Linked DNA regions of Mus musculus: all the other regions are linked to region 1. The links are chromatin contacts, called in public Micro-C and promoter capture Hi-C maps. All regions are on one chromosome and are shown on one strand. Each heading gives the region's core, a stretch centred on a gene start, on an enhancer-like site or on the middle of the called end of the contact. The rest is flanking DNA. Distances are from core to core; before and after follow the strand shown.

Evidence for each region. Promoter capture Hi-C pulls out the DNA fragments that hold promoters and counts their contacts. A called contact is a pair of places that touch in the nucleus more often than the background predicts.
Region 2: a promoter capture Hi-C map of pre-B cells shows a contact between it and region 1, with 4 times the contacts expected there. The contact joins the promoter of Rdh12 here to the promoter of Gphn in region 1. A contact is called at or near these places in 2 of 39 promoter capture datasets (hippocampal neurons and pre-B cells).
Region 3: a contact with region 1 is called in a promoter capture Hi-C map of pre-B cells, with 4 times the contacts expected there. The contact joins the promoter of Rdh11 here to the promoter of Gphn in region 1. A contact is called at or near these places in 2 of 39 promoter capture datasets (hippocampal neurons and pre-B cells), 1 of 484 Hi-C or Micro-C datasets (B cells) and 1 of 115 datasets of contacts at active chromatin or transcription factors (large pre-B cells).
Region 4: a promoter capture Hi-C map of hippocampal neurons shows a contact between it and region 1, with 4 times the contacts expected there. The contact joins the promoter of Arg2 here to the promoter of Gphn in region 1. A contact is called at or near these places in 4 of 39 promoter capture datasets (cranial neural crest, hippocampal neurons, pre-B cells and 1 more) and 4 of 115 datasets of contacts at active chromatin or transcription factors (embryonic forebrain, extraembryonic endoderm stem cells, large pre-B cells and 1 more).
Region 5: a contact with region 1 is called in a Micro-C map of embryonic stem cells, with 3 times the contacts expected there. The contact joins the promoter of Plekhh1 here to the promoter of Gphn in region 1. A contact is called at or near these places in 1 of 39 promoter capture datasets (the HPC-7 cell line), 3 of 484 Hi-C or Micro-C datasets (the N1E-115 cell line, embryonic stem cells and myocytes), 5 of 115 datasets of contacts at active chromatin or transcription factors (cardiomyocytes, extraembryonic endoderm stem cells, large pre-B cells and 2 more) and 1 of 9 other capture datasets (adipose tissue).
Region 6: a promoter capture Hi-C map of pre-B cells shows a contact between it and region 1, with 3 times the contacts expected there. The contact joins the enhancer-like site here to the promoter of Gphn in region 1. A contact is called at or near these places in 4 of 39 promoter capture datasets (the HPC-7 cell line, embryonic stem cells, hippocampal neurons and 1 more), 1 of 15 datasets of contacts at CTCF or cohesin (large pre-B cells), 6 of 484 Hi-C or Micro-C datasets (LSK cells, adipose-derived mesenchymal stem cells, conventional dendritic cells and 1 more), 14 of 115 datasets of contacts at active chromatin or transcription factors (the NIH/3T3 cell line, astrocytes, cardiomyocytes and 9 more) and 1 of 9 other capture datasets (embryonic stem cells).
Region 7: a promoter capture Hi-C map of pre-B cells shows a contact between it and region 1, with 4 times the contacts expected there. The contact joins the promoter of Plek2 here to the promoter of Gphn in region 1. A contact is called at or near these places in 7 of 39 promoter capture datasets (the 3T3-L1 cell line, the HPC-7 cell line, cranial neural crest and 4 more), 1 of 15 datasets of contacts at CTCF or cohesin (large pre-B cells), 6 of 484 Hi-C or Micro-C datasets (LSK cells, adipose-derived mesenchymal stem cells, conventional dendritic cells and 1 more), 20 of 115 datasets of contacts at active chromatin or transcription factors (the NIH/3T3 cell line, astrocytes, embryonic hindbrain and 13 more) and 1 of 9 other capture datasets (embryonic stem cells).

What each region holds. Positions count from the first base shown.
Region 1 is chr12:78,225,134-78,228,001 of GRCm38.p6, forward strand. Gphn (gephyrin) reads left to right here and starts at 1,522. Exons shown (of 23, transcript NM_145965.2): 1 at 1,522-1,708. The coding sequence starts at 1,645.
Region 2 is chr12:79,207,507-79,210,374 of GRCm38.p6, forward strand. Rdh12 (retinol dehydrogenase 12) reads left to right here and starts at 1,407. Exons shown (of 7, transcript NM_030017.4): 1 at 1,407-1,602. The coding sequence starts at 1,535.
Region 3 is chr12:79,190,371-79,193,238 of GRCm38.p6, forward strand. It overlaps Rdh11 (retinol dehydrogenase 11), which reads right to left and starts at 1,485. Exons shown (of 7, transcript NM_021557.6): 1 at 1,356-1,485. The coding sequence starts at 1,420.
Region 4 is chr12:79,129,394-79,132,261 of GRCm38.p6, forward strand. Arg2 (arginase type II) reads left to right here and starts at 1,395. Exons shown (of 8, transcript NM_009705.3): 1 at 1,395-1,587; 2 at 2,448-2,520. The coding sequence starts at 1,477.
Region 5 is chr12:79,027,681-79,030,548 of GRCm38.p6, forward strand. It overlaps Plekhh1 (pleckstrin homology domain containing, family H (with MyTH4 domain) member 1), which reads left to right and starts at 1,483. Exons shown (of 29, transcript NM_181073.3): 1 at 1,483-1,740.
Region 6 is chr12:78,922,449-78,925,316 of GRCm38.p6, forward strand. All of the region lies in intron 2 of Gm46359 (a long non-coding RNA gene), which reads left to right. Among named protein-coding and RNA genes, the nearest start is that of Gm46360, 5.0 kb to the right of the region's middle. Within about 2 kb of position 1,478, at least 35 of the 459 cell types and tissues checked have an H3K27ac peak or open chromatin away from gene starts, as enhancers often do. A contact at or near this core is called in pre-B cells and pro-B cells, where this site is marked.
Region 7 is chr12:78,905,591-78,908,458 of GRCm38.p6, forward strand. Plek2 (pleckstrin 2) reads right to left here and starts at 1,348. Exons shown (of 9, transcript NM_013738.3): 1 at 1,301-1,348. The coding sequence starts at 1,342.

The DNA of each region.
Region 1 (2,868 bases), core at 272-2,771:
ATTTTTATTTCATCTTTAGTTTGAGATAAGTGACACATTTGGGCATACTTTCTCAGCAATCTCCCTCTTTTTGAGACCAGTTAGAACTTGTTTTGCCACTAGGATCTTTGGTAGTAATTATGGGAGGTGAGTTCATGATCTGGCTTACAAATTTAATCCACTGCCAGAAATACTAGTATACATATCTTCAAAAACGAATTATTTTATCCTTTCTCAACTCCACCCATCATTTCCTTTGTCCTCTTATATAAAGGCACAATGTGAATCTTTAGTGAATAGAATGAGTAATGCTATGTTCTTACTGGAACAATACAAACCGCACATAACCATATAATTGAGATTTTAGACTAAGAGCAGATTATTAAACAGTTTTGATACTTTTTTTGTTGTTGTTTTGCTTTTAGGTTTTACTATGGTGAACAAATGAGAAAACATACACACACTTAAGCCAGAAAAGGATATTTAGCAAACCTACACAAAATAGAGGTGGCTAATAACACTTTATGAAAGACACAGAACTAAATGACCACATTTTCAGAGTAATTCCATATTCCAGAAACACTGAAACTTAAATGTCACAGCATCTAGGGGACGACAGAGAGAGAGAGAGAGAGAGAGAGAGAGAGAGAGAGAGAGAGAGAGAGAGGAATCTCCACTCCACGTGCCCTGCTGCAGACACATAAGCTCCGTCTACGACGTCTGTGGTAGGCTGTCACCGAGCGGGGCCAAAGCGAAGTCAGAGGGAGCATTGACTGCAGGTCACAGCTGGGGCGGCACAGGGTAACCTATCTCTGCCCGAGAGGGGACTCTCGTCACAGCGGCCACCGTTCTGCCACCCATGCCGCTTCCTTAAGCCACCTCTAGGTTCTCCGGTGCCTTCAGAGGAGGTGAGCCCACCTCGCTGCCGCACCTGGTCCGGAGTGGCTCCATCGCGGGCAGAGCCGGCCGGCCTGAGGCGGCGGAAAACTGACGAGGCTGCCGGCTCGGCGGGGGATTGCTTCTGTCTGGGGCCCGCCGAGGCTGCGTTCGTGCCTCGCGCGCACCCGCACCGCGTCCGCCCAGCCAATCCCGCGCTACTCGCGCGCCCAGGAACGTTCCTTGGGTCCCACTCTAGGCTGGGCCGGCTCCTTCCCGCTCCCGGCACTCCGCAGCCAAGCTCGCACTCCTCCCCTCACTCTCCACGAGTTGCACGCCTCGGGGTGTAGCTCCGCCCCTGTCCCCGAGTCCGCCCCCGCAACCTCCAGAGCGTGTGCTCCCTTTTCCCCCTCTCAGTCTCTTGCCATCCAGGCGTCTTGGGTCTCACTCCGCAGAGCCTCTGGGTCTCGCCGGCCTTGCCCCGCCGCCTCCGCGCTCTGTCTTCCGCGAGGCCGCCGCTACTCCCACCCCGGGATCGCTTCCTCCCGGCCGGACTCGGGGTCGCGCGGCCCGACTCCGCCCCCTCCGCGGACCCGCGCGCTCCTGGCGCGGCCTCTCCCCCCCACCCCACGCAGGCCACCGGGCGCTCGGCCCCCTCCTTCCCGCTCGCCTCGCGCTCCCCGGGCGCCCTCGCTCTCGCGCTCTCCAAGGCAAGCGCGCTCCCGGCCGGCGCGCTCCGGGCTCCGGCTTCTCCTGGCTCCTGTCAGTGCGGTGACTGCGCTGGGAAACATGGCGACCGAGGGAATGATCCTCACCAACCACGACCATCAAATCCGTGTCGGAGTCCTCACAGGTAACGGGGGGAGGAGGTCCGGGGGAGCCGCAACGGCTACTATCCGCGACTTGCTGGAGGTTTCTCGCCCGCGGTGGTGCTTCCCTGCGGCCTCGGGAAGAGGGCAGGCTGAGGAGGGGGACCGGGGGGTGTATTTTACAACCGCTGAGAGCTGCTGAGGATTCGGGTGTTCCCGTGTGCTCCCCGGGGGAGCTGGGGCAGGCACGGTGGGGTGTCAGGCCCCGGAGCCCTAGCAGCCAAAGTCTCTGGCCCCCGGGGACCGAGGGGCCGGTGCGGCGGGCGCTGCGGGGCTCCGCGCTGCCGGTGCGGGCGGCGGGATTCCTGCTCCGCAGTCTGAAGCACGCTGCTCGGGGTTGGCCGGGCGCCTCCTCCACTAAAGCTCTTCCGAGAGGGGGGAATCCCATCTCCACCCCCTTTTCTCCCCTCCCCCCCCACCCGGCGGCCCCATGGCACCTGCCTGACAGGACTCGGGGTTCGGCAGGCGAACTCTGCTCCGCCTCTGCTGCCCCTTCGCCGGCCGGCTGTCCCCTCTGCAGACGACGGGACACTCCTCACCTCCCCCGGGAGCCGGGTGCTAGGCTCTAGTCCGGACCCCGGAAAGTGCCTTCCTTCTGCCTTTCCTAGCACAGGGCCCTCCCTCTCTGTCTGCCTCTTCTCCTCCGCGAGGACCGGCTGCTTCCCGTGGCCGGGAGAGCCAGCCTTTTTTTTTTTTTTTTTTCCCTTGAGAAGGAAGGATTTCCCTCTGTCGGGTTCTTTTCTCCCCCTCCCTTTTGGGACACCCCCCCCCTCCCATTCTCACTCCCCGGTGGATGGTCCTGAGGCTGGTGAGGAGCGCACTTTTCCCGGGTCGCGTTTCCCTCCCTCGCGGAAGTCGTGTGTGCTCTGCATGTCTGATTCCGTTGCGTTGTATTTGGGTGATATCCCTGAGTTTGGAGATAGACAGTTGCTGCAGGGCACGACTTCCAAGATGAATTGCAAACCTATTTGTAGGGGTTTCGGCTGAGGTTCTGTAGTTGGCATGGTTCAAGTGTAATTGAACGGAGAAGCGGGGGTTAAAGAATTTATATTTGGAGTCTGAGGCTTACTGTGGAGTAAAGGAAATCCAAGACTTAGTGATGTGGTTTCAGAAAAAGAAGCTATGTAGAAGGGAATCCTAGTGT
Region 2 (2,868 bases), core at 157-2,656, 980 kb after region 1:
CCCCTCATCTCTGTTTTACAAAGCTGCTGTCCCACTGCTGTGTCCTCCCCTGAGTCCACCTGACCTGAGAATCATCTGAGGTGAGTGGCCCGAGTGGCCATGTGGAGACTTGCAACTGATAATCACTCCCATTGGATAATCAAGTAAACTGAGGCAGCAGAAAGACTCAATAACTTGCCCAGGACCTTGAAGCTTGAAGGATGCTGAGCTGGGATTTGAGTCAGGAATTTGAGTCTAGCTCGAGAATACTTAAACACTCTACTCTTGCTTGACATGTCGTTGGGTGTGTCAACTTCACTGAAGTGTAATGTAAAGAACACACACAAAATGCCCAAATCAAAAGCGCCCAACTCAGTGATTGTTCACAGTAAGCACACCTGTGTACTAGCACGAAGATCAAAGACCAGCACATTGCCAGCCCCACAGGACCTTCAGCCACTCCCTATTTCTTCCATTTATTTATTTTTAACTTTTACTTATTTAATTGGTTATATATACATGAGAGTGCAGGAATGCACAGGCTTCAGCATGTGTGGAGGTCACAGTGTCACTTGGAGAGTTGGCTGTGGGACCTGGGAACCAAACTCAGGTCACTGTGCCTGTTTGCTATTGCTGATACCTGCTGAGCCACTTTCCCTGCCCTGTTAATTTACTTTGGGGTTTGTAGGGACATGCATATGGAGATTAGAGAACAAGTTTTCAAAAGTCAGGTCACTCCTTTTACTTTGTCTTCGAAGCAAGGTTTGTGCGTACCTACCTCTTGATCCTGCAGTTCCACTTCCTCGAGGCTACCTGGCCTTTGAGCTCCAGTTTCCATTTTGAAGTAGGACTACTGTGGTTACAGACGGCAGCCACTCTTCTGGCCTGAGCTGCCACATCTGACTTCTACATGGATCCTGGGGATTGGACACATACCAACAAGCTCACATGGAAAGTGCTTTGACCTACTTAGCCATCCTTCTTACTATCTCTCTTCCATTTTTAATCACACATATTTCAAGCATCATTAGGACTTGGAGGATTTTTTTTTTGTTTGTTCGCATGCTTGCTTTTTTCTTTGTTTTGTTTTTTTTGGTTTGGTTTTGTTTTGACACAGTTTATTATGTTGTTTAGGCCAGTCTTGAACTACAGACTCAAGTGATCATCTGCTTCAGCCTGCCAAATACGTTGATTATAAGACGTTGTCACTATGCCTGGCTTTTTTGAAGCCTGCTGATAATGTGTAACATATTCTATCTTGAAAATAGCGTGTTGAGGAGGAACTCCAGTATTGCCAAATTCTCACTGCCAATATAAGGTGAAGCCCTAATCTTTCCTTAAGCCCCACCCCTCTAGGACTACAACTCCCAGGAGGCTGTGCTCTGGCGGCTCTCGGATTTAAGTAAGATTCTGGGCATTGCTTAAGCCAGCCAGTTGCTGAGTGTCCCAGAGTGAGAGGAACCAAGAACCAACAGAAGCTGCCAGGAATTGGAGCCAGAGAAGGATCCTCGGGCTAGGTTGAGGGTGGGAAGCAGCAACTAAGAAAGTTGACAAGATGCTGTTTATCTTGGTACTGCTTACGTCCTTCCTCTCCATCTTGTATCTGACAGCTCCATCCATCAGGTTTGTTTTAATCCAGCAACTCAAAGATACTTTACGAAGATGGTTTTGACTTCTAAAAGAAGAAGGAGGGAAGGTGGCGGAGGCGAGATTAGTACATTAAAAACAGGAAAGGAGGGGTTCTGGATGCCTCTGCAGAAAACGAGAAGGAAGCACCTGGGTGGGAGGAGGTGGGGCTGATTTGAATTCGGATGCCGAGGAAGGAGGAAGGCGGAGTAGATGAGTCCTGTGGCACTTTCCTCTGATTCCTTTAGGTTTCTCTGACACTTTCCTTTTCTTTTCTGTCCCTAGATGAGGTGAGTGTCATGGGGACTTCATCGTTAAGGGACTCCTTGTCAAGTCTTAGGCACTCTGGAAAGGAAGCAAACTCTCTTCCCTTGATACTTCTCTCAAGAAGTGTTTTGGAAATGATTCACTGGGGATTTGTGGAGGTGCCAAGAAATGGCTATTCTATGTGGGGGCTTTAAATTTTGTTGATGATTAGAAAGGTTAGGAGCCAGGTGTGGTTGTACGTGCCTTTAATCCGAGCACTCAGGAAGCAGAAGCAGAAAGAACTCTGAATTAGAGGACAGACTGATCTACAGAGCGAGTTCCAGGGCAGCCAGGGCTATACAGAGAGACCCTGTCTTGAACCTTTGCCCCCTGACCTGACCCCACCCCCACCCCAAAGGAAGGTTAGATAGGCATACTGAGGACAGAGTGTCAAAGTGTCATACTTGGTCCCGGCCACCCTTAGAAATGACTTAAACATCTTTGGGCTTCAGAGGTTTTTTTTGTTTGCTTGTGTGTGTTTGTTTTTGTAATATAGAAGTAATACTGAAATGGCAGGGGAAATTAATATAAATGGCATATGGAAAGATAATATGTATGGAAAATGTGGAAAGATAGTGAGTGCAGAAACTATTTAGCATGGAGGTAGACTGGGTGCAGAAAGTGTTTAAACCTAGACAGAAAATGTATAGAAAATCAAGCCTGGGATAGACCTCATGAGTGTAGAAAAGTGTCTAGCCTAGTCTAAATATTGGGTGTAGAAAGTCTAGCCTAGGCTAGACAGTGCATGTAGAAAATATCAAGAAAAGACAGTGTATAGAAAGTGTCTAGCTCAGTGTCTGCCATCCAGTGATGTTCAGGAAGTATTCTAGACTCTCTGGTCTTGTTTTCAACAAGAAAGCTTTCTCTGTGTGCCAATGGCCTAAATAAAATCCATAATAAAGTGCCAGAAAGTCACTCAGGATGCTCTCTCTCTAAACAAAAAAGACAACTGAGAGG
Region 3 (2,868 bases), core at 235-2,734, 970 kb after region 1:
AAGGAGCATTTCAACCATTCCACTAAACTTGTTATCTGCAAGCAGCCACTACTTAAGACAAACTAACTTGTGGTACCCAAAGGAACCTCTCTCTCCTCAGCGATCAAGGCCCCTGGCTCTGTGTCTCACGTCCCTTCAGACTGAACTTCAACACTGACAAATCCTGGGGACCAGGAATTGGCTCTTCCTCCTTCCTCTGTCATCATCGAAAACAAGAAATCAACTTTGAAAGCGCAGCTCTGGCCCCACTCTCCCATGCTGGCTCCAACGGGGATAGTAGAGTCCTTAGAGTGCTCGCTTCTAAGACACATTTCACTGGATGTAGCTCCGGTTCATGTTTTGTTGAGATTCTATATGGATATGAAGATCTTGTGGTAAAAAGAAACCCAAGTTTTTACCTGAGTACAAGGCCCATGTGTGCCTACTTATGGGAGCTGTAAGTATTCAGAGAGGAGAGGGGAAAAATGAAAGTAGCCACCAGAGAGAGAAGAAAAAGCAAAAAGAGTGGGAAGTAGGTCTTGGAAGAAAAAATGTTGGTCATGGTAAGAAATGACAGAAGGATGGCACAGCCTCAGCTCCAATAGGAACTATGGCCACGCCCAGAAAGAAGGTGGCGTTTATTACTGGTCCACCGTCACTCCTGGTGACTTACTCAGAACCAATCAGTGGACTGCCCCTTGTGGTAGCCTGCCGCTGATTCTCAGGTGATTACACACACCTCCAGGTTTGGGCTGACCTGACACTTAATTAAGAAACCATCCTTTGACCACGTGGTTCTTCTCCTGGCTCCTAGTAATCTAATTAGGGCAAACAAGCACGTGTTCCTACTCCGAAGGACAATGAATCTTCCCCTTCAGTTGTCACAAACACCTAAACAAGTGAATAACGGCAACAAGGAAGCATGCCCCAGATAACATTGGCATCGGGTTCAGAGAGCAAAAAGTGCAACCCTCCTGTAGTACCTCAAGGGCTGGAGACAAATAGTTAGACAAAGGCTGGTTCAAAGCTTGGGAGTGGAGAAAACAGTTAGAATCTAAAGCCCGCCATACTCAGCGGCTTCCCGAAGCTAGAGAGCAAATAGTGCTAGAGGAAATAAGGTAGGCCAGAAAGAGCAATACAGGATGATGGAGACCTGGAGCGCTTTTACGACCACCTGGGGTCTGACGTCTGGCCGTGCCCACATCCAGGGCACCAGGATCTCGCCTACAGTCCAGTAAACTCCAGATCTTTGCTACCTTAAAGGGCTTCTCAGTCCTTTCCTAGTCTTTCTTTACGGGGGCTAGGGAGAGGGCTTCAGTAGGGATTTTTTATCTTCTCTAAAAGACCTGGCAAGAAAAAGCAACATTCGCACAGACCTGATTTTTGGCGTGACCAAGTACAGGATGAAGGGAAGAGAGAGCAGAAGCAGGAATCCGAACATCTCAGCACCACCGAAGCGCAGTTGAAGTTGATGCTCTAAAGAGGACAGCGGGACTTATGGCTTCTGATCCTAGACACACCCCGGTTCAACTGCAACCGCCAGGGAGCAAAGCCCTCTGGGAAATGTAGTCCTGGATTTGGCGGCCGCCTGGCGGTGATACATTCAGAGTATACTTCCAAGCACTATGAAAAGTTGAATAACACAACCGTGGAGCAATGGTCTTCAGTGGTCCAGGGCCTAGGCCTGTGGGATCGTTGAGCCAGCCCTTCTACCACTCCTCTGGCCACTAATTGACTCTTTGGAAGTCTCGCGGGTTTGCTATCTCCTGGAGCCCAAGTCCAGTGTTTGGTTCAATTTTCCCCAATCATTATTAGGAAATTACATTTTGTCTGGGAGACAGCGTCTGGAAAGTATTCTGAGGTTAATTACAAAGGGCAGGAGCCGTTAGTCGGACAGTTGGTGTGGCGGAAGATGTCCTTCCTCAGAGATGACCTTTGCCCTATGGGGCAAAGCAAGTTAAGACCTCCTAGAGAGTCACGGTTGTGTGTACTTCGATCTATGATAGTATCCTTCATAATTTCCCAAGCCCTTGGTTGTTATTTGATAATAAAATAGTTTCTTGGATGACTATATCATGTATTACTCTTCAAGGAAACAATGCATTTCTCAGATTGGCACAGTTGGTTTTATCACTTTGTCAAAGAGTTTAATCCCGTCTTGAACTAAGGCCAGGAACATTTCTTTGGGAAAAGGCAAACTCCCTGTTCAAACTTTTCTTTCCTTTGAGGTGTACCTCATGGGGATAAACATGAGTTATCATGTTTAACAAGTTTTAAAAGTCATTGTCTGTGGTTTCCCACCTTCACTATTCAGTTTCTGGTTCATTTGCATAATTAATTTCCATTCATTGGAAGATACCTGTTCCACAGTCAAGTTGGAGCCATATACTGTATAGCACCTGGGAAGAAGACATATTCTTACAGATTTAGTATTGGATTATCTAGTAATCATCAGCATTTAACGCTTTCTTAGTGTCTAGTATGTAGAGAGCAGCTCACAGCTCAAAGAAAAAAGTCTTTTACGTATTCTGTTTCTTATTCATTTTATACATGTTTAACAGTATTTCTACAATAAACTGGTGTAGTCTCTGAGAGGTGACACAGACAGCTGTGAAGTACTGCTTCAGGAGTTGTCAAAGCTGCAGCTTTCTCCTTCCTGCTTCAACCTTCAGCCTTCTTGAGACAACTCTTTGGGGATCAGTGAGAAAGAAAAGAGAGAGGGGGTGGTGGGGAAGAATTATAAACACACACACATACATTCACACATGTGACAGATAGAGCAAGGCTCCAACCATTTTTCATACATACATACATACAGACAGACAGACAGACAGACAGATATATACTTACTTATATACATATACACATATACATATACATATACAGACA
Region 4 (2,868 bases), core at 145-2,644, 900 kb after region 1:
TGTTCCTTAACTCGGAGATTCAATCTTCTGGAATCCATAGCCACTACGGCTCAAGATCTTCAAACCAAGATCCAGATAAGGATCTCCAAGCCTCCAGATAAGGGTCACTGGTGAGCCTTCCAATTCCGGATTGTAGTTCATTCCAAATATTGTCAAGTTGACAACCAGGAATAGCCACTACAGCAGGCTACAGAGTCACAGTTAAGAGTACAGTGTTAGACAATCTTGCCACTGTATGAAACACTCAATATGTCCATTTTATCATACTGTAAACTTGTGCTTACAACAAAGAATGCAGATCCTTCTATCTCCCCTAGCTTGCTGTGTCTGTGGAGGCAAGAAGCATCGGATTCCCCAGAAGCTGGGGTTAATGGCTATGCATAAAACTCTGCAAAAACCAGGTCCTCTGCAAGAGCAATGTGTGTCCGTAATTGCAGGGCCATCAGCCACTATTTACTATTAAAACCATGAAAAGCTCCTTGATATTTTTGGATTTGTTTCAGCCTCCTTTTAATTTAGAATGATCAGAATGTGTTGATATAGTTGGCCTCTAGTAACCAGTGCTCTTATTGTTCATGTAAAGAACTGAAAACAGGGGCCCAGAGAGGTAGCTGAACAGTTAAGAGCATCTGTTACTTTTGCTAAGGGCTTGGGTTTGATTCTCAGCACTCACATGGTGGCTCATAAAGGTCTGTAGTAACTCTAGTTCCAGCAAATCCTATATCCACTTCTGACTTCCCTGGGCACCATGAATGTCTGTGGTGCACAAACATATATACAGGCAAAACACTCATACACATTTAAAAAAATCTGAAAAGGAAATAAAATTTTGTTTAAAAAAATTAAAAAAAAAATCTAGAAAGTAATTGCTTGGTAAATTCTAAATTCTCCCCAAAGATCCAAGGTAGGTGAGTTTTTAAAAAGCCAGACTCAAGAGGACACTGATGGGGTAAATGTTTCTAGGATTTTAAGCTTTGAGATAGAAAGCTGCAGATGGATGCTGACTTGGTGTGGGTTAGCAGATGACCCCGGGTGCGGGCAGGCCACGGCCAGTGCCAACTCTTCAGCCGAGATAGCGCCTGGGGCGGGTACATGTGTCAAGTTCTCAAGTTCCACTGAGGTCTCCAACCTGGCAGGGACGCTGCTTCCCGGGAAACCACACAGGTGCCACTCTGATCAGCGGCTTTATGGTATCCGCCTTGGTGGCTTAGGCATCGGGGGCGGGGGGAGCGTGTCCAGGGAAAGAGAGGACAGGTCCAATGGTGACTTAACGGCAGGCGCGTCCCAGGCCCTGGAGAGCTGTAGTCCTCCGAGAAGGTGCGCCGGGGGCTGGTTGGAGGCGTGTCCGAGAGATGCTGACGTCACAGGGCGGTGCGCTCGCCTAGTGAAGCATCGAAGCTGTGGGAGGCTGCACTCACTCGAGGTCCTGAGTTGCACCGAGCCGGTTCTCCTAGGGTAATCCCCTCCCTGCCAATCATGTTCCTGAGGAGCAGCGCCTCCCGTCTCCTCCACGGGCAAATTCCTTGCGTCCTGACGAGATCCGTCCACTCTGTAGCTATAGTCGGAGCCCCTTTCTCTCGGGGACAGGTGAGAGCTGCGACCCGAGCTGACGGGACACTAAGCCTAGAGAGTTTCTTGGGGCCAGGAGGGAGGAGGGGGGAAAAAACGGGGGGAAGAGCTCGCGGGATCCCATGGCGGGTACGTGGAGCGCACGTTGGGTTTTCCTGGACCCAGATGGAGATGAGGGACTGATGGAAGGCAAGGGGGTGAGAGAGGGCACTGGGCATCGAGAGGGAGGGAAGTGGGCATCGAGAAGCGAGCATCTGCGGCCTCCAGGACGACGGAGAGTGGGCATTTCCAGCTTTGGGGTGATGACAGGAAGGAAAAGAGAGAGGATTCCATGGAGGAGCTGGAGAAGGCAAAACCGGGATCGTTGAGAAATTGTCGGAGAGGAGGTTAGAGACGGTGACCGGGGATTAAGGCAGGCTTCAGGTTCTATTCTTGCAGAAAGAGCATTAACCTGGAAAGAAATTGATGTCGGTCTCTGCAACTGCGGGAGGGACGAAGGGGCTTTGTTCTGCCTTCAATGAAAGGAACCTGCTGTCGCGGAGGGCGCACTCACTGATGGGGAAGCTAGGTGCCGCGTTCTGCCAGATACAGGTACCGGATCAAAGCTCACTGAGCCCTTTCCTGATCCGAGACTTTCCTGGTCTGGCTCTCAGTGAGGGACTCAGAAGGTTGATTTGCTTTCAAGAACAGAATCTTCCCTCCGCCCATTAAGCATTTAGTGAAACGATCAGCCTTCTACAGTAGAAGTTTTGATGCTGTGAAAGGTTTGCAGAGGAGTCTTTTAGGAGCTCCGGGTAGCAGCAGAGATTTCTGTGTCAAAGTGTTTCTGCTCCTTTCCTCACCTTCTCTTATGTCTGTGGGGTTTGTATGATTCACAGAAGAAGCTAGGAGTGGAATATGGTCCAGCTGCCATTCGAGAAGCTGGCTTGCTGAAGAGGCTCTCCAGGTTGGGTAAGTGGTTGGATTTCTGTGTTTGTTCCGGAAGGGGAAAAAACCTGTTCAGAATCTCATCTCTTCTATCCTGATCCTGTGGTAGCAGCTTGGCACCTGTAATTTGTTCCCATCTGGTATCCTTTGGATTCCTTCTGCAGATAAACATCTATCAGGGAATCTTCAGAGGAAGTCTTCTTGCAGATAGTGTTGGGGAAAGTGAAGCAGAGCAAAGTAGGTCCTGGAACAGTGTACTGCCAGTGTACTGCCAGTGCAGCTAAGGATTCTAGCTCGCTCAAGAGCTAACTGCTCAGTTAACCTTTCCTGGTTACAAGGTAGCTTTCCTAACTCAGACTTGAGCCAAGCCTG
Region 5 (2,868 bases), core at 233-2,732, 800 kb after region 1:
CTACAAGGTGGGTTACAGATCAGCCAGGGAGATACTTGCTGTGATCCTATCTCAAGGGGGGCGGGGAGGGAGTGAAAAGAAGGGCTGCTTAATTAGCATTAAAAGGTGTTTGTAGCCGGGCGTGGTGGCGCACGCCTTTAATCCCAGCACTTGGGAGGCAGAGGCAGGCGGATTTCTGAGTTCGAGGCCAGCCTGGTCTACAAAGTGAGTTCCAGGACAGCCAGGGCTACACAGAGAAACCCTGTCTCAAAAAAAATAAATAAATAAATAAATTAATTAATTAAAAAAAAAGGTGTTTGTAAATACATATATATATGGATATAGACAGATGCATATAAATACATATATGAATATGCATATACATAATATATATAATGACAATAGTTGCATTTGGGTAGGGGTGATCTGCCAAAAACGGATAAAGTCTTAGTGTCCACTATTAGCCCTCTGAATTTGAAATTCATATCATGCTCAAGATTGCCTATTCAAAGTGTATGGAAGTGTCACCCCTTCACAAAACCCAGAGGTCTTGCCTATAAAGTCACTTGGAGTCCCACCCACCCAATTTAACTGCCTTCCTTAGTTCCTGAGCTTTCAAAACCGTGCATGAGAATGCCTAAGGAGGTTTGCTCCGTGGGCAATTCCCCTCTCCCTTCCCACCCCCAGATTCAGATTTAAACCTGGGGTGGGGCTGGGGATTTTTCTCGGTGAGTGCTTGGAGTGAATATTCTAGGCCCCGGGGTGTTTTGTTTCTGTTCAGTTTATGGAATTGGGAAAGGCAGCTTTTGTTTTCCCCTCCCCTCCCCTCCCCTCCCCTTTTCTTTCCTTCCTTCCTTCCTTCCTTCCTTCCTTCCTTCCTTCCTTCCTTCCTTCCTTCCTTCCTTCCTTTCTTTCTTTCTTTCTTTCTTTCTTTCTTTCTTTCTTTCTTTCTTTCATTCATTTTGTGTGCTGGGAATTAAACCCAGGACCTCCTTCATGAGTTCCGCCGCCCACTTAGAAGAAGCTCCTTCCTAACTACATTTCATTTGCATCTTCCTCAGCCCCATCCCCTAACCAAACATCTAGTCCCCTAACCAAACATCTAGTGTCCCACTCCCTCTGGGTGTATAATTGTTATTGTGTGAGTTAGGTATTGCAAACCAGGGCTCCTTGCCCTTCTGGCTCCCTGGCTGTCGCCTTTAAAATAAGCAAGACAAACACAAACAAACAGGTTCTCCTAGAGCTGTAGTGACTCGCTCCCCCTTCTCTCTCTCTCAACTCCAAATCAGTTGTGCAGACTGCTCGCTCCCAGTAACCAGGTGGGACTTTCCTACAGGTGGCTAGACACTCGCTGGGACCTCCTTCCGCGGAGGGAGGGTCCAGTCTGGTGAGCATCCCGCCGGGGATCCCACGCTGTCTGGGGGTCGCAGCGCGCAGCCAGCCCTCCAGGCGGCCCCGGCCGCGCCCCGCGGTGGGAGGCTGCGGCTGCTGAGGTCATTTCCTGTGCCTGGCCGCGAGCTGCCCGCCGAGCGAGCGCGGTGCGGACACAGCCGGCGCGGCGCTGCTCCCAGCGCTGGGGCGGGCTTTGTGCGGAGCTCCGGGGACCTTCCAGGCTCCGACCTCGGCCCGCCACGCCCACCGCGACCCCTGCAGCGGGGGAGCGGAGACCCGGGGGCCTCTCCGCACTCGGGGAGAGCCACTGTGGGGCAGAGGCGCGCGTGGCGGTCGGGGTCGCGGCGGGACTCCCGGCAGCTCACTCAGGTGAGCCGGGCGGGTCGGGGAGGGCCGGGGGGTGTGCCGCTGGGAGAGGGCGTCCGGCGGGACGGACAGGGCTGACTCCTCGCGGCCGGGAGGGCAACTCTGGAGCAGGTGCCTCTCTACCTGGGAGCCGTGGGACGGGCGCAGGCAACCAGGAGCTCCAGGACACCCGCACTGGGAGGCGGTGACTGCCCCTCCCGCAGTAGGTCCTGCTCTTTGGGACCGGCTTGATCCAGTTGCTCCTGGGAAGGCCCCGGGATGTACGTGCAGGCTTCCTTCCAACCCGGTGCTCTCCGCTCAACCCTTCCGCTCCTCTCAGCAGCTTGTCCTAGGTTGCTTGTTAATGTGATTGCTGGATGTCTCTCCTAGGAGTCCTAGGAGTCAAGCTGAACTCATACTGACGGCGTCCTGCCAAGCAGAAAAGAACACAGGTTGGACTCTGAGTGACATCAGGGGCTTTGTGTCCTAGCAATCTTAGGAATACGTCTCCCACGGAGGGTGGCAGAGGTAGCGAGACCCTGTGGAAATAGAATGTTCTCCCTGTTGCTCCTTCAGCATACTTCCTCCCTGTCAGGATCTTCAATCAGCTTCTACTGTAAATCCGCCTCATAAAACTTACTGACATTGACAAACTCCGGGTTCCAGGAGAATGCTCGAAAGATCGTTATTTGAAATAAGTAACCCTTCCCCCCACCCCCAATGTAGTAGCTATCAATCCTCAGCACCAGACTTTCTGGACTGTCTTGTTCAGGACACTGTGCGGTGCAAATAGTCGCCACTCAGTTCAACAATCCATTCACCTTTCTCTGTGAAGGAGGAAACTGGGACTCAGAAAACTTGTGTCTTGCCCAAGGTTATAGTGAAAGACTGTAAAGGTCACGTAGAGACAGGACTCAAACGTAAGCCTTCTAGATTCCACATGTGATACTGTCCTTTGCCTTCCCCTAGCTGCCTAAGGGACCTACTCAGAGCTGTTTTGTGATATTGTTAACCCTGTGGTCCCAAACTTAGGGAAATGAACAATTAGCCTAAACCAGTGTGCTGCCCTTCTGACTGAATCGGTCATCAGCAGTAGAGAGAACTGTGTTCCTCTCAATCCACTCTTAATGGTGTATTCTTTTTCTTTTTTCT
Region 6 (2,868 bases), core at 228-2,727, 700 kb after region 1:
TGGGGTTGAGTAAATGCTTTGGGGTAAAACATATTTACTCAAAGAAAAAAATTAAATAGAAAGAGTAAAGAAAAACCTGATTGACCTAGGGATGGATTTTCATTCTGATTTTTTGTTTTGTTTTGTTTTTGAGACAGACTTTTGTGTGTGTGTGTGTGTGTGTGTGTGTGTGTGTGTGTAGCCCTGGCTGTCCTAGAACTATCTCTGTAGGCCAGGTTGGTCTAGAACTATTTCTGTAGGCCAGGCTGGCCTCAAACTCACAGAGATCCACTTGCCTCTGCCACCTGAGTGCTGGGATCCTGTGCCACCACCAACAGTGTTTCTGATTTTTAAAAATCTTTTAAAAAAATTATGTGTATGTGTGACCATGTGCACATGAGTACAGGTGCCCTTGAGGCCACAGACATGGGGTTCCCTGTATCTAAGAGTTGCCGGTAGTTGTGAGCCACCTGGCATAAGTACTGGGAATCAAACTGTATTCCTGTGTGAGAGTAGTCCCTGCTTTAAATTACTGAGTCACCTCTCCAGCTCCTTTAATTCTGATTGTGAAGTTGAATAATAAGACTAAAATGGGGAGGAAAAAGACAAAATGGGATGTATTATATAACATATATAATTATTAAAATTCATTTGGAATCTGAATGGGCAAAGTTTTGTTTTGTTTTGTTTTGTTTTTAAGGTTGGTTTATTTACTTATTATATATAAATACACTGTAGCTATCTTCAGACACCCCAGAAGAGGGCATCAGATCTCATTATGGATGGTTGTGAGCCACCATGTGGTTGTTGGGATTTGAACTCAGGAAGAACAGTCAGTGCTCTTAACCTCTGAGCCATCTCTCCAGCCCAGGCAAAGTTTTTAAAAAGTTGTTGTTGTTTGCTTGAGACAGGGCCTCACAATTTAACCCATCTTGGCAGGAATTTATAGTCCCCCTCATCAGGCTTGTCGGTGCCGGATCACAGGCATGTGCCACCATGACCAGCTCAAAACATATCAGGACAAAAATAAGAAAAGATAGTCACGTGTAGGGACACATACCTTAATCCCAGCGCTTGGGAGGCAGAGACAGATGGAGTTGTGAGTTTGAGGCCAGCCACCAAAACACAGTGAGGCCTTGATGCAAAAACAGAGAAAAGTTAGGAACCAGCGTAGACTATGTTAAGACAGAAACATTATTTAAAGACTTGGCCGATGGTGAAGAAGCATCCACAGAACACTACAAGAAAGAGCCACTCTGCGGGAAAACTGTGGGATGTCAGCACAGCTTAGGATCAGCTTCCACCCATATTTTTCATATCGTGCATCACGGTATACTCCAAATGGGTCATAAAAAGACACAGAGAGAAATGGAAATGGAAACTTTCAGCTGTGACCAGAGAAAACATTCTAACTATCCCTGCAACAGACATCAGAGACAGGAGGGATGGATCTAAATCTGTTCTTAAAAGCCGTTTGTGCCACCAAATGCAATAAAGCAAACAGGGAAGTGAAAGCCACAGATGGGGAGAGACTCATGGAGCAAATAAAGCTCTCTGCCCAAAATAACTGAAGAACTGCCCCAAGCTTACAAAAAAAAAAAAAAAAAAAAAAAAAAAAACCCAAAACCAGAATCCTGATCCTTTTTGATAAGAATCAAGAGTTCACACACACAAATAGAGAAATGAGCAGCCTCACTGTGAATCTTGAAATCTAAACATCTCTTCTGCCCCCACCGTGAGTGTGTGTGTGTGTGTGTATGTGTGTGTAGGTGTGTGTATGTGTATAGGTGTGTGTGTATATAGATGTGTGTGAGTGTGTGTATAGGTATGAGTGTGAGTGTTTGTACAAGTGTGTGTGAGTGTGTGTGTAGGTGTGTGTGAGTGTGTGTGTGATGCATTTGGAGGTACAATGTTGATATGGGGATCATCTTCAATTATTTCTCCATTTTATTCTTTTCCAATATGACTAATCTTGCTAGCTAGCATGTTCTGGGGGGAGCCTGCCTCTCAATTCTGAGGCTAGAATTAAAGTTGGGACACCAGGGTTTCTGAACCATCTCCCAGTTTCATGCCCAACCGTCTGCTTTTGAGACAGTTTCACTACACACCCCAGGCTAGCCTACACATCCCAGGCTAGCCTACACATCCCAGGCTAGCCTACACATCCCAGGCTAGCCTACAACTCTTCATTCTCCTGTTTCAGTTTCACTACACATCCCAGGCTAGCCTACAACTCTTCACTACACATCCCAGGCTAGCCTACAACTCTTCATTCTCCTGTTTCAGTTTCACTACACATCCCAGGCTAGCCTACAACTCTTCATTCTCCTGTTTTAATTAACTTTTTATGTTGTTAAAAAAAATCAATTTAAGGCCAGTCTGGTGCAGCATATCTTTAATCCCAGCACTTGGGAGGCAGAGGGATATAGATCTCTATGAGTTTGAGACTAACTTGGTCTCCATAATGAGGTATTGTGTCAACGAAACAACCCCTGGAAAAAAGCAATTTAAGGTTCAGTGTGGTGGTGTGTGACTGTTATCTTAGTCCTTGGTGTGTAGAAGCAGGGTGATCAGGAGTTAAAGACCAGACTTGGCTACATAGTAAGAAAGACAGGCAGCAATACATGAGACTCTGTCTCAAAGAAAAGAAAGCAGATATCAATTCTAGCCAAGCATAGTAGTATATGTCTATAATCCCAGCAGTCAAGACATGGAGACAGAAGGATCAAGAGTTCGAGCCAGCCCTGCACTGCTCAAGATCCTGTTTGAAAGCAAAGCAAAATCCATTTAAGTGAAACAATTTTTTGGGAGGGGGAGAATGGGTGGGGTGTTTTGAGACAGGATTTCTCTGTATAGCCCTGGCTGTCCTGAAACTCATTCTGTAGACCA
Region 7 (2,868 bases), core at 98-2,597, 680 kb after region 1:
AGCCCAGAACAGTAGCCAAAGGGCTCAGCCGCCAATACATATATATATGCATACATATACACACATATACATACATATGCATATACACATATACATATACATACACATACATATACATACATATACACACATATACACACATATACATGCATATATACTCATATACATACATATACACACATATACATACAAATACATGCATATATGTGTGTATACATATATACACATACACACATGTATATCTATATGCATACTATGCATGCTATTATACTAACATAAATATTCAGTATTGACATCAATGTTAAAGTAATTGTTTTAGAAGTTAGAGATCAAATCCAAGGTTTTCTGAATGCACCAAACTGTAAAAGTTCCTCTTTTAGGTTCTTTCGTTCATTTTCTACCTTGACCCTAGGCATCCTGGGAGTCCCACTGTCCCTGGTTGGACTCTTGCTTCTTCAACAAGGGTGATGAGGGAGGACTAAGGATGGAGTTCATGTCCTATCTAATACTCACCTACGCTAGACAAGCTATTTCGCCTTGCTGATGCTCAGTCTTGAGCAGAGAGAGAGAGAGAGAGAGAGAGAGAGAGAGAGAAGAGGGAGGGAGGGAGGGAGGGAAGGGTGGTGCCTTCTTTCCTTTCAAGCTGTAAATTGCACGGCATATCCATGGTGCCTTATATTTCAATATCATACTTAATTGAGACATGGCTGTGCATATGCATGGAGCACATACATTGGGTTGTCAATCATAGGCACGGCATGCAATGATCGCATAAGGGTAACTGGCAGCTCCATCACCTCAAACATTTATTAACGTTTCTTGGTGTTGGAAACATTTAAAATCCCCTTAGCTACGTGAGAATATACTCTTAACTGCGGTCAGCCACAGTTAACTCTCTACCACAGAAGGTCATTCCTACTTTCCAGCCGTACCTTTTAACTATGCTCTCTCCACCCTGCACCCACACCACTTTATGGTACTTTAATACAGTGTGGTGTGGTGTGTGTGTGTGTGTGTGTGTGTGTGTGTGTGTGTGTGTGTGTGTGGTGTGTTGCTGTGGACCAAATCCAGGGCCTTGAGTATGCTAACCATGGGTCCTGTCCCTGGCTTCGCCCTCAATTCCAGTAAATTGTTTTAAGAGATCCACCGGAGAGAGTAAGCCCTGAACCAAGCAGGACCAGCCTGTGCATGCCAGATCCGCTGGCCAGTGGGAGCACTTCGCCAGCTCGTCACCTTGTCCAACACTTGCTCGCCCCGCTGTCCCCACGGCCACGCGGGCGCGAGGCCAGAACACACTCACCCTCTTGACGAGGAAGCCTTCCTTGAGCACGCCGTCCTCCATGTCGCCAGTCCAGGTGAGCTGTCCCCGCGCTCCACCGCCGACGCCGCCCGCGCCCAGGAAGCCACTCCCTCCCGGAGACGCCCCCTGGCGCACATCCAGTGCCAGAGCCTCCCGCCCTGCGGGCAGGAAGTCTGGCCCGGTCGGGACTTCTGCTCCGACCTTCCCACGCCAGGTGCCCAGTGTGCCAACCCTACCCCGCACGGCCCGCGGTGATCGCCCAAGAACACGACCCTGGACCTCTGTCTATAGTTCTGAGCCTTTCCTGAGAGGCAGAGGAGTGTATAGAGCAAGTACGAGAATCTCAAGTTTAAGGTGACTGGCATAGTCTACAGAACACATTCTCACCTCAATGTGTACATCACACCATCCTCATCTCAAAAGCAAACAACCAAAAAGAATCAGATTTTAGCAATTCTGGGTGAGTTTAAAGAGCGTGCAAAATAATCGAGTCATCCGTGTAAGTCATATTGTAATACGATATTTTAAAATAAAAATTAACGCCTATGATGAAGAAAATATCCCGATAGAATCAACACAACGTTCTACCACATCATGTTGGCACCTGAAACAAGAAAACGACAGTGGTGCTGATCTGCATAGAATCCCTGATATCTTTGCTCAGCAGAGGGAACACCTGCTAGGCAGGACAAAGGCCCTGGGGTGTCTGGATTAGAGAGAGAGAGAGAACTGCCGGTAATGGAAAGACAGAGATGCCCTTCAGTCTGGCTCCCAGCACACCCTAGTGTCCCTATGCTGGGCTCTGCCCCACATGCCCCTGCGGTCTGTGACAAACATACATCTTCACCTGTAAAGCAAGAGATCTGGCAGTGTTGTGTTGCCAGGTAACAGCTTCCTAGATTTTAAATCCAAAGACAACAGAGGTTCCATTCTCTTTCCAATAGTGCTAGGTTTTATTTGCAATTATACCCCAACTCCAGGAGGCAAATAATGTGTTTTCCAGGAAACTGAAACTTGAAGCCATTGAAGTCACTCGGAACCATATCACACCAGGGCATTGGAAGAAATCGTGCTTCCGAATACCAGAAGGGCTCAAACCCAGAGTAGGAGAAGCTGGGAAAGTCAGATCCTATACCTGTCTACTCCTTTTAGGAGGCATGGACTGGGCCTTTTCTTTAGAAAACGGGTTCTTAAGTGGGTTCTCTGAAAGGGGGGAAGTTGGTTTTTTCTCCTGGTGGTGTTTCTCCCAGGAACAGCTAAGGCGCTTCCTTTGAGGGAAACCCCTGTCCCAGCCCACCCCGTCTGATTCACTGGACCTTCAGTGTGACTCACCTCCTCTGTCTTCCCCAGTCTGTCATGACTGCACCACCAACCTACCAAGGAACCGCGATGACATAAACCCAGCTCAACCAGAAGAAAACAGACAGCAGGAACGCTTGGACTTGGGGAGGAGGAAGGAACCTCCAGACTCAGGCAGACACCTTTTAGTTATGAAGGGCCAGGCAATGCCTATCACGTATCAGTGAGTAGAGAAAGCTGTTAGATGAGTGTTTGTATGCAATGACTCA